Linked DNA regions of Ovis aries: region 2 is linked to region 1. A link is a contact called in public Hi-C data. All regions are on one chromosome and are shown on one strand. The core of a region is the stretch at or near the end of the contact, and the rest is flanking DNA. Distances in the headings are between cores, read along the strand shown. Region 1 holds the start of KLF2 (KLF transcription factor 2). Region 2 has its middle 53 kb from the start of AP1M1.

Evidence for each region. Hi-C and Micro-C count contacts between places; a contact is called where the count stands out from the background.
Region 2: a Hi-C map of liver shows a contact between it and region 1, with 2.9 times the contacts expected there. The contact joins the enhancer-like site here to the promoter of KLF2 in region 1. A contact is called at or near these places in 9 of 16 Hi-C or Micro-C datasets (blood, hypothalamus, liver and 5 more).

Annotation. Positions count from the first base shown.
Region 1 is chr5:6,463,950-6,469,756 of ARS-UI_Ramb_v3.0, forward strand. It overlaps KLF2 (KLF transcription factor 2), which reads right to left and starts at 3,655. Exons shown (of 3, transcript XM_015095770.4): 1 at 3,486-3,655; 2 at 2,476-3,301; 3 at 1,273-1,956. The coding sequence starts at 3,560. The coding sequence ends at 1,781.
Region 2 is chr5:6,547,079-6,552,885 of ARS-UI_Ramb_v3.0, forward strand. No RefSeq gene overlaps it. Among named protein-coding and RNA genes, the nearest start is that of AP1M1, 53 kb to the right of the region's middle. Within about 2 kb of position 3,648, at least 8 of the 54 cell types and tissues checked have an H3K27ac peak or open chromatin away from gene starts, as enhancers often do. A contact at or near this core is called in liver, where this site is marked.

The sequences.
Region 1 (5,807 bases), core at 2,405-4,904:
GTTTTATTTTTTTTCAAAAGCTGCAGAGAGAGGATACAGAGGCTCACACACGTACACTCGCATGCCCTGCATCGCTAGCGGAAGTGGGTCCAGGCTATTGACTCAAGAAAGATGAATCAGATTGTCATCTTCCATTTCTGCTTTTTGTGGATTGCCAAACACTCTCAGCTGTTTCCAGGGCTGCTGGGGAGGCAGGGAGGCGGGGGGTAGTGGTAGGAAGGATGAAGAGAGGGAGGGAGGGAGGAAATCCCAGCCTCTGTCGCAACAGGGCAAGAGTGTTTTTAAAACAGGCACTGCTTACAAGCTATTTTCACTTTCTGCAAACAACTTGTGCAATTGTTAGTGGCCATAGTTACCCACCCAGGGCTCCGAGAAGGGGGAAGAGGAGGGGGAACCTGGCAGGGAGCAGTACCTCCGTGCCTGATCCGAGGCATCCAGGGGGCTGTGTGGGGATCCTGTCTTGCTCACGAGGTAGACTTCTGGAGTGGATACCTCCAACTGTCAAGGCTGGGGCTCTGATGTGACTGTTGTCACACAAGGGCTGCAGGGGAGGGTCTTCTAACCCTCCAACACCAGCAGCAGGTGGCTTGTTACAGAAATCCCTCTAGTGGGATCTGGGGACCCTTGGGAAGCAGACAGACCAGGCTGACACCTTGACATCACTGTTCCATAGCTACCTCTCTGGGCCTCTTGTTTTCTCCTCTGGAAAAGAATACTCACCATTCATGACCCTCAAATATGGATTTCCTTTTTTTTTCTAACAGGATGGGGAACTCATCTTAAAAAAAAAAAAAAATCTGCTAAAAGGCAAGACCAGTGAAAGGCAATGCAGGTCAGAAACTCAGCATTTTACCCCTTCCAAAAAAAAAAAAAAAAAAAAAGTCTGTGCTTTACAAAAGTTTGGCTAAAACCTCAGAAGCTTCCAAAAAGAGGTAAGACTTTTTTTCAGCCTAGAGAAGGCCACGTCAGTGGGACTAGCAAGCAGTTTCTCCAGCTCTAGGGAAAAGCAGGCAATTTATGGTTCAGGGAACAACCTTAAAATAGCTCCTTCAGTCCTAAAATGTAGTGTTTAAATTTATAGAAAAACCCACAGGTTCCTGGCAGCTGGGGGCTGCAACTGGCAACCCTGGGTGCTAGCTGGGGCAGGACCCCCTCCCCCTCACCCAGACTCTGCCAGGCTGTCCTCCATCTAAAAGCTGCCTGTCCCCACATCCTCTCACCCCTCCCAAGTGTCCCAAGCCCCCAGTTATCCAAGAGGCCGGATCAGAGCTGTGATTTTTTTTTTCAAACGATGCAAAACCTTTTTTTTTAATTAAAAAAAAAACAGCAAAATCTTATAAAAATGTTCTACTAGGTAGTCAAAATGCCCACTTGTCTTATTTACAATAATACAATATGTCACAGTTTCTATGTACAATATTATAAAAACCGTTGCACAGTACGAGTTAAGGCGTTATTTTTCACAAGGCATCAAGCCTCGGTCCTCTAGTGTAGACCCGGTGGGGCTGGGGGAAGACGACGCTTAATTATTGCACCATTTTGAAAACAAAACTCGTCAAGGAGGATCGTGGTCTTCTCCCACCGGGCCTTCAGTCTCTGCTGGGGGTCGGGCATCGTGGGGGGGGGGGCGGTAGGGGAGGGGCGCCCCCTCGGTGGCCACGCTGTGCCCGGCCCCGGTCCTCTGGGCCCAATAAATACCAGTCACAGTTTGGAAGGGGGCCGTGCCCGGCGCGTGGGACCCGCCACGGCCGCGCGCGGGTGGGGGTGGGGGGCGTCCGGGCTACATGTGCCGCTTCATGTGCAGCGCCAGGTGGTCGGAGCGCGAGAAGGCACGGTCGCACAGGTGGCACTGGAAGGGCCGGTGGCCCGTGTGCTTGCGGTAGTGGCGCGTGAGCTCGTCCGATCGCGCGAACTTCCAGCCGCAGCCTTCCCAGTTGCAGTGGTAGGGCTTCTCGCCTGCAGGGAGAGGGCGAGAGCGGGTCTTAGTTTTCCTCCGGTACTCACCCCGCTGCTTAGTGGCTACTCGGGTGCGCACATCCTACCCTTAACCAGCTCTCCGAAGTGCTCCCGGCTACTTTTTGAACCCGTAGGCATCCTAGGCACAGGATCCCTCACTCCCCGGTCTCGCGATCCTCACTCCCCGGGTGTCCGAGGCGCACCCTGTCCGGACGCTCCTCGGTGTCTAGAGCCACGCCCCCAGGGGGCCCCTAAGCCTGCACTCTCTCCGCAACAGTCCGAGACACAGGGTCCCCCTAGGTTTCCTAAGTGCTCACCCCTGCCCAAAGTCCCGAGCCACGCTCCCAGGAGGATCCTAGGGGCGCACTCACGCCCCCGGTTCCCGAACCACGCCCCCAGGGGGCTTTCTAAGACCTCGCCCCCTGCCCAACCCTCGCGCTACGCCCTCTGGGGGTTCCTAAGCACGCCCTTCCGCTAGCGCGCCCCCGCAGTGGTCCCCGGCCCGTGCTCGGCGCCCACCTGTATGCGTGCGCAGGTGCGCCTTGAGGTGCGAGCTCTTGGTGTAGGTCTTGCCGCAGCCCGCGTAGCTGCAGGTGTGCGTGGCCGTGCGTTTCCGCGGCCAGGACCGGCGGCCGCGCTTGGGCTTGGCCTCCAGCAGCTCCAGCGGAGACGCAGGCGGCGTGAGGAGACCTCGGGCGGCGGGTGGCGCCAAACCCAGAGCCGCCGCGGCGGCGGCCGCGTCGTCAAAGAGACCGAAGGCGGCGGGCGCGGACGGCGCGTAATGCAGGCCGGGCCCGGGCGCGCCGAAGCCCGGGCCGCCGAAGGGAGGCGGGAAGGGGGCGCGCGGGCCGGGTGCAGGCAGGCGCGCGGGGCCATCAGGGCTGAGCGGTGGCGTGTCGGCCGGTGGCGGGGGCCGGCCCCCGGGGCCTCGCATGCACGCGGCTGCCGGGCCCGGGGCGCCTTCGCGCTTGAGGCCCCGTGGTCCGCGGGCCAGGCCGGGCGGGCAGCCGTAGCCGCCGCCGCCACCGTCCGCCTCGGGGGGCTCAGCCTTCACTAGGCGGCCCGGCGGCGCCAGCAGAAAGCGACCGTGCAGCGCGGGTCCCGGTGGCACGTCCAGTTCGGGCCGCAGCAGCTCGGACACCAAACCGCCCGCGGGGGCGCCATAGGGAGGCGGCGCGCCGGGGTCCGGGTAGTAGAACGCGGGCGGCGGGGGCGGCGGGGGCGGCGGGGGCTCCGGGGCGGACTCAGCTCCCAGGCCGTCCAGCCCCATGGACAGGATGAAGTCCAACACGTTGTTGAGGTCGTCGTCGGTGCCGCCTGCCTCGGGCTCGGTGCGCGGCCAGCGCTGCGGGTGACAGGGCGATAGGCGCGGGAGTGAGCGCGCGGTGGGGTGGGGATCGCGGCCCGCTACCCGCCTTCCATCACCCTGAGCCCGCCGTGCCTGCCGCCTGCGTTCTCCTACCCCGCAGCCCACGTTCTGCTACCCTGAGCCAGCCGCCCCCGCCGCCCGCGGTCCCTGCCGCCCTCACCTCCTGCAGGCCGCGCTCCCGGCACGGGTTAGCGAAAGTGGAGAAGGACGGGAGGATGGGCTCGCTCAGCGCCATGGCTGGGACCTGGGGCTGACGCGGACTCGGGACACCGGTGAGAGGCTGCCCGAAGCCGGGCTGGTCGGGGCGCGGGCGGGCGGGGACGGCTCTGCGGGCCGCGGCCGGGCCCGCCCAAGCCTTATAGGCGCGGCGCGCGCGGGGGCCGGGCCAAGGCGGCGGCGGCGGAAACGCGTCCCGGATGGGGACGAGCTCCGGGCGCAGCCTAAATTTAGCCGCGGTATATAAGCCGGCGGGCGGCGGCGGCGGCCGTGGCCACTGAGGCCGCCAGGGCCCTGCACGGCCGGCTCGGCCCCGAGCGCCAACAGCCAGGCCGCGCCCCCCCCCCGGGCCCGCCCCCGCCCGTCTCCCAGGCGACGGCGTCAACACACGCCGCACAACAGCAGCGTGACGCTCAGGGATCCCCGCTGTCCCTTCGTGGGCTCCCGCCTGCGTGAGGACAGGGAGGACCCGGAGCGGGGAATAGCGTCGGGGACCCGGGACTGTGAATGGACCAGGATCCCTGACGGATGGGGAGATGGGCCCCGCAGTCACAGAAGGGTCCCCCAAATCCTTGATGGATGGGGGTAACGGGTCCGGCGAGCTCAGGGTGGTGTTCCCTGGACTCATGATGGATGGAGAGACTCAGCGACTCATTTCCTTGGGACCCACCAAGCCCTGATCTACTGCTAGGTCCACCACTCTGCTCGCATGATGATACCAAGAAGTGTTAAGTTTTTGAGAGGCTCCGTCTCAAGGAAGCCCTTCAGGGAGGGGAAACTGAGATTCCGAACGTGCTGGGAGAGGCTTGAGGTCTGACAGCTGTCCACAGGCTTGGTGCCTTTTCTGACTCATGTAAGTGAAGAGACTCAAGACAAGGAATCTGACAATATAGACCCAGAACAGCGGGGCCGGTGGCAACAAACCTCCGCTGGGAGCCTCTTAAACACGGCCCCCTAGGTGCCTCACACCATGCTTGAGGACCTGCCAGGAAGGGACTGTCCCTTCTGCTGTTACTGCGTGCTGTTCTCTGTGGGCACTGGAAACGCATTTGCCAACAGGCAGACAAATCCCTGCCTTCGAGGCTTTCACTGTAATGAGGGGTGGGGGGTGGGGAGGAGATGTCAAATGAACAGCTATTTAGGGGAAAGCAGGGGCCGGAGAAGGCAATGGCACCCCACTCCAGTACTCTTGCCTGGAAACTCCCATGGACAGAGGAGCCTGGTGGGCTGCAGTCCATGGGGTCGCTAAGAGTCTGAGACGACTGAGCGACTTCACTTTCACTTTTCACTTTCATGCATTGGAGAAGGAAATGGCAACCCACTCCAGCGTTCTTGCCTGGAGAATCCCAGGGATGGAGGAGCCTGGTAGGCTGCCGTCTATGGGGTCGCGCAGAGTCGGACACGACTGAAGCGACTTAGCAGCAGCAGCAGCAGCAGCAGGGGCTGGAGATAGGTCGTGAGTGTGTGTGAGACGGGGAGAGAGAGAATGTGTGGAATTTTGAACCTCACCCAAGAGGAGATGTGTGAGTCAAGATGTGGGGGGAAGGGGAGCCAAGTGGTTATCAAAGGGAGAGTATCTCATGGTGTAACCTGGAGCCGGTATCCAGCCTTGGCCTCTTGATACCAGCACTCACATTCAGGCTTGGAGGTGTCCATGATCAGGTAGTGTCCCACAGCCAGGCGGGGAGGGGTGCAGGCAGCTCCTAACCTGAAAACCTTCCCTGGGGTCCGGAGACTTTGTCACGGATAGAGTCTGGACCCCCCCCCCCAAAGCCAGGGCCACTGCAGGGGGACCCCCTTGCCATCCCGCAGATGCCAAGAGACCCTCTTTGGGGTCCACAGTCCTGGATCCTCCCAGCTGGAAGGAGCCTCAGGGGTGTGCCATCCTATTATGATTCATCAGATTGTGGATTAGGCAAACACTTGTTGATAAGCCCTGTTTGCCAGCTGTGGGGCACCCAGAGGTGCTTTCAGTCCATCACAGTTCATGACTTCAAGTTGAGCTCCAACATGCTTCCTGCAGCCAGCCACTGTGATGGTGGAGGCTCAGCCAGCCACTGACCACTCCCTGTGTGACCTCGAACAAGTAGCTTTGCCTCTCTGAGCTCACAGAATATAATAATGCCTTACCCTCACAGGGATATTGTAAGAGTCCTGCAGATGCTTCTCCTTTGGTGGAAGTGTTGATGAGATCCTGTGGCCTTACCTGAATGGCTGATTGCTTTGTTCATTGACATGCTCTGGGCCTCAGTTTCCCCAAACGATA
Region 2 (5,807 bases), core at 2,398-4,897, 83 kb after region 1:
GTTTATTCAGGCAACAAATATTTACTGAGCTCCTCTCGGTGCCAGGGTCTGGGGCTGGGAGCCGGAAATTTGATGGGGAACAAGCCAGAATGGTCTTACTCTCCTGATGACTGATGGCCTATAGCCAGGGGACAGATGAGAGAGAGACAAACAAGCAAGATGATTCTAGAGTATGGTGGGGTGGTAGTGGGGTCCGAGAGCTGCAATGAGGGCCTGATCGGGGGAGAGGGCTGGGGGGTTCTTGATGGTGACCCCCTCTCAAGGCACCTGGCGACGCATCTCTTTCGTCGCCCTCTTTCCTGCTTTGGTTTCACCCCCGCGGGTCTGAATTTGCATTATTGGGACATTTCTTCTTTTTAAAACTTCTACCTCCTGCCTTCTCTTGGTGCAGGCTGAGGTGGGGGGCGGTGTTGCTCCTACCACACGGTCCCCCATGAGCAGAGGAATTCCTCCTCAGCTTCAGGCTTCTCAGAAAAGCCACCTCCGCGGTCCCCCGCTTGTGAAATGACCCCTGGGCTGGCCAGGAAGACCCTGCTCGACTCGCTGCCTACCGAGCGCCCCCTGCAGCTGACACTGGAAAGGACACCTCCTCACCAGCCCCATTTTACAGAGGAGACCCCAAGGCCAGCGAGCTCAGACCAGGACTCGAATTCAGGGAGCCTCACCTCTTGGGCGCAGTGAGCCTGCCTACCCTCCAGGCACACAAGGGCATCAGACTAGAAAGAAAGAGACCCTGGAAGGGTCAAGGAGGCGCACACTGCCCCTCCACCAGTGACGTGGAGCCAAGCAGCCTGGCCTCACCAGGCCTCAGTTCCCCCTCTGGCACATGGACTGGGGACCCCTTCGCTTGCGGCTGTAGTGGCCTTTGTGTGTGTCCACTCCATATCGTCAGCCTCCACTTTAACCTCTTGTTGGCACTGTGCTGGTTTCAGAGCCATGTCCCTGCTCTTGCTGGTGGCTTTGGAGGTTCTACATGACCAGTCCCTGCCCCCACCCCAGGCCTGGGTCTCTCTGCTAGATCCTCAAACACATCAGAATCCCCCAGGACCCCAGGTCTTCGCATTTGCTCTTCCTGCATCCATCCATGTCTCCAAACCTCATCTAGTTGTTGTCAACTTACCTGTCAGTCTTGGCCTGATGTCAAACTTCTTTCCTTTTCTTCTTTTTAAATGTTTTGTTCAAGTGCAGCATACAGACATCTACAGCTCGATAACTTTTCACCGAGTGAACACTCCTGTGTAACCAGCACCCAGATTAAGAAACAGAACATTCCCAGCCCTAATCCTTCCTGCCAAACCCTGGTGGGCTCAAAATTTTTGAATTGATGGTTAATGATTACGTAACAGCCCTGCTGTCTGTGATGTAGCTGCCAGATAAGCTGCTGGGTCCATGGGTTGCATTAATAGAGCCATAGACTCCAGAACAAGGGAGGTGATTTCTCTCCTCATTTTGGGTTGATCAGAGCAGGCAGACGGCTGCCCCTGCCGCTTTGAAACGGGGCACACAGAGGGTTCAGTGAAGACCGCCATGGTGTGTGTGCTTGTTTGTGCACACTTCAGAGTGCTGCCCTGGGAGAAGGCATCGGAGGCTCAAATGCGTTCAACTTAGAGCAGGACAGGCCCAGGTCCTTGACCAGCTCCAGGTGGCTCAGCGGCAGAGCAAGGCAGGGCAGGGGCAGAGGGACCCCTCTGAGCGATGTGTGGGTTCCTGGGCTCCTTTAATGGTAGTGAGCATCCCGTTAGGAGAGGGATGGAAGCCTGACTCCCCAGGACAGCAAGCTGAGCAGGAGCTCATTACCGCAGGCTGGCCAAGACAGGGGCAGGCTGGCCTCTTACGTCACACCAGGCCTGGCAGAGAGGAGGGGGTGGAGGAGGTCTGCAGGAGACGTGTGGCCACACTGGGACCTTTCTTGGGAGCGAGACAAGCCCAGAACCTACCCAAACTCACGGGGCCCAAACTGGCTTTCCAGGCACGGGCCGGCCTTGGGGCGCTGGTTTTGGGTGGAGTTCAGGTCGGGTTATATCTGGCATGGCCGCTCCCTCTCGCCGGCTGCAGCTGCCGGGGGCGGGGGGCCGCTGGGCACGCTCCGCCACCCGCAGTCAGGCTGCCGCAGGTGCTGGGCCGGCCGCTGCACATAGTCACGCTTGGTCCCCCCCGCCTGGCTTGCCGGCCTGCCCCTCGGCTCTCACCAGGAAAGGGCCCCGGGGTCCGAGAGCAGGGGCCGACTCTGAGCCCCAGTGAGCTCTTGAGTATTTTTATCTCACTTCTGCGTTTCACTTTTACTGGTCGTGGGCGACATGTACATGTCAGTCAGGCTCCAAGCAGTAGCTGCTGCGTCTGGGCTGGTTCCCTTGTGTGTCGATCAGGGGTGGGGATTGGGGGCGGGCACGCAGGCTCGGGTTTGAATTCTATCCCCACCATCAGCGGGCTGTGTGGCCTCTGGAGCGATCCTCAGCCCCTCTGAGCCTCCTGAGAGGGGCGTGGGGTGCAGGAGGGGACCTTGGGCCTGGGTTCTGATGCCACCCTGCTTCTGGCCCGCCGTGCAGCCTCAGGCAAGTCCCTTCTCCACTCTGGACCTCAGTTCTCTTCTCTGTAAGATGGGAATAACTGCGACCACGTCCTTGGAATGTTGCTTCTCTGACCCAGAGGTTGTTTGGGGTCTGGTTGGGTGGTTGTCCGGGGGAGGTGAGGTGTCCTGGAGACTTGGAACCAACGGGGTGTCCTTGAACTTGAGAAGCTTGAGCTTGTATGAGGCTAGTTTAAAATGCAGATTCCTGAGCTCCCCACTCACCCAAATCACATATATTGACCTCCCCACTCCCAGCCTCTTGGGAAGCAGAGGTGCTCTCTCCTGGGCTGCAGTCCTCATTTTGTCCCCAATAAAACTTGACTCGCAACTCAAAAAATAAAAGGCGGATTCCCAGGCACTTCCCATGGTGTGGAGGGAGCAGGGGAGGGTTGGCCCTCAGGTGTCGGCAGATGCCATGTCAGGCCGAGAAACCTCAGGAAACGCTCTAGAACCTGTGAGTGTGGTTGGAGACCGGTGAGTGTTTCCTGAGCGGCTTCCCTGGTGACTCAGCCGGTGAAGAATCTGCCTGTGACACCGGAGATGCGCATTCGATCCCTGGGTTGGGAAGAGCCCCTGGAGGAGGGCATGGCAACTCACTCCAGTACTCTTGCCTGGAGAATCCCATGGGCAGAGGGGCCTGGTGGGCTGGAGTCCGTAGGGTAGCAAAGAACTGGACAGGACTAGAGCAACTGAGCGCACGCTGTTTCCTGGGACAGGACCGGGGAGAGCTATGGGGAGGGAAACACCAAGGCCCGGAGAGGCGAAGTCGTTTGCCCTGGGTCGCTCAGCCAGCCAGGGGCAGCACTGAGATTGAATGGGGTGGGGGAATCGCGCACACAGGCCCCGGCCTCTCCAGCGAGCCTGGCGCTCTGGTGCACCCCGCTCTGAGCATCTGGCCCAGGGGCCACAGGGCTGCCGAGGAACATGAAGCTTCGTGCTTCCCCCGGGAACAACTGGCAGCCCAGTCAGGGTTTATATAGCGGCTCCCAAAATATCAGGCTGCGGATAGGCTGAGGCTGCCGAGGGTGCGGCGGGCCAATGCCGTGGCTTCCTGTCCTGCCAAGATGTTTCCTGCTGATAGCTGGGCCCAGTGGCCTTATCTGTGACCCTGGGGCCACCAGGAGGACACCCCCCGTAACAAGGGGACAGACTGTTCTAGGCCCCAGGGAAGGGGCTGCAGGGACCCAGGAGGGGGTCAGGGTGAGCAGCCCACTGAGGGTGCTGGGTAGTTAGGTCCACTCTCAAGCTCTGAGATGGAGTGGAGCCCGACTACCCCGAGTGGGGCTGCGGCTCTGCAGCTACCGTGACTGTGTGACCCTCAGGAGCTGAGTCCCTCTCAGAGTCATCCTCATCCATCAAACGGGGATAGTGGTGGCTTCATTTTCACTTAACATTCCCCACCCTAGCCCTCCCAGCCTGCCCGTCAAGGAGCCCCCAGTCTGGGGGAGATGCCCCCTGCACACACAGCCCTACAGGCTCAGGGTTCAGCTAGAAGGAGGCTGGAGGAATCCAGGTGTCTGTCTAGGATGACTGCCTGGAGGAATAGTGTCATAGCTAGGGTGTAGCGGATATGTAGGAGTTCATCAGGCAGAAGGCATGGAAGGGATGACCAGGCTGAGGGAACAGTGTGTGAAGGCTTAGAGTCAAGTGACACTCTCCCTGTTTCACAGAAAAGGAAGCTGAGATTCCAAGAGGGGGTGATTCCATGGCTCTGAAACCTGGCACTTCCTCCTAGATCTGCCAACCAAGACCTGAGCTCCTGGGAGAGGACTTATTCCCTCTTGGTTGAGACCCTGGGATCTGGGGAACTTTTTTTTTTAAATTTCAAAATAGATTTTATTGCAACCAAAATAATAACATTAGTTCATTCACATAATAAGCTATATATATGTGTGTATGCACATTTTAAATTATAGGCAATAAAAGGAATAATATTTTCTAGGAAATAAAATTCATTTTGGCAGAGAGTATAAAATTAAAGTTGCCTCTAGTCATAACTCAACATCCTCAATTTTGTATAAGCGTGACACATTCTCTTGCCTTGCTGTGTCCTGCTCAGTCACTGTGTCTACTGCTTTATGAGAAGGATACACTGTGATTAAATATTACTCATTTCACTCTGATTCTCAAAACAGTCTTTCACCTCTGACTCTCACTGGCTCCACTATGGTCCTCTGAGCCCTGGTGCCTGAGTCTGGCGGCTCTGCAGGGAGAAGCAGGGAGGGACGGGGGTCAGTGATGCATCTCCAGGTTCCAGCTGAGGTCTGAGACAGGGTCGCTGGCCCTGCCGCTGTTTTGCCCTCTGGCTTCAGGGACGTGGTCCACACCTCCCCGCCCGTGGAGGCAGGGGCCAAGATGCCGCAGAAAACCAGGGTCCCAGGACGATTTCTCCAGGAGGACCCAGCCCCTGCCTGCTGGGCCCATATCTCCCTCACTGGCTCAAGTTTAGAGCTTTTGTGCAGAACACAGGGAGGGTCAATGGGGTGAGAGGTGAGGGAACCGCTGGCTTTCATCTCCTCTTTCATTTTTAAGAGACGTGAGTGAAATATGGAACTTTGTTCATAAATCAGTGCTACCTCTGTGGGGCCTCAGCCATCTGGGTCTGCGTGCTCAATCATGTCCGACTCTTTGCCACTCCGTGGACTGCAGCCCGCCCGGCTCCTCTGTCCACGAAATTCTCCAGGCAGGAATACTGGAGTGGGTTGCCGTTTCCTCATTCAGGGGATCTTCCCGACCCAGGGATCGAACCCAGGCCTCTTGCATCTCCTGCATTAGCATGTGGGTTCTCTACCACTGCGCCACCTGGGAAGCCCCACTCAAACAAATACATATACATGAATATTCACAACAGCATTTTCACAGTAGCCAGAAAGTGGAAACAAACCAAATACCCATTGATGGGTGAAAGGTAAACAAAACGTGGTCCATCATACGGGGAAATATTGCTCAGCCATAAAAATGAATGAAGCCTGATACAAGACACAGTGTGGATGAACCTCAAATTCATCACCCAGAGCGAAAGAAGCCAGATACAGAAAGTCACAGAGTGCATAATTCCATTTATATGAAGCGTCCAGAAGAGGCAAATTCATCAAGACAGGAAGCAGCCTAGTGGCTCCAGGGGCTGAGGGAGGGGTTACGAGAAGGGACTGCTCATGAGAACAGGGTTCCCTTTTGGGGTGATGAAAATGGTCTACAATTAGATACTGCTGGCGGTTGCACAATTTTGTAAATGCAC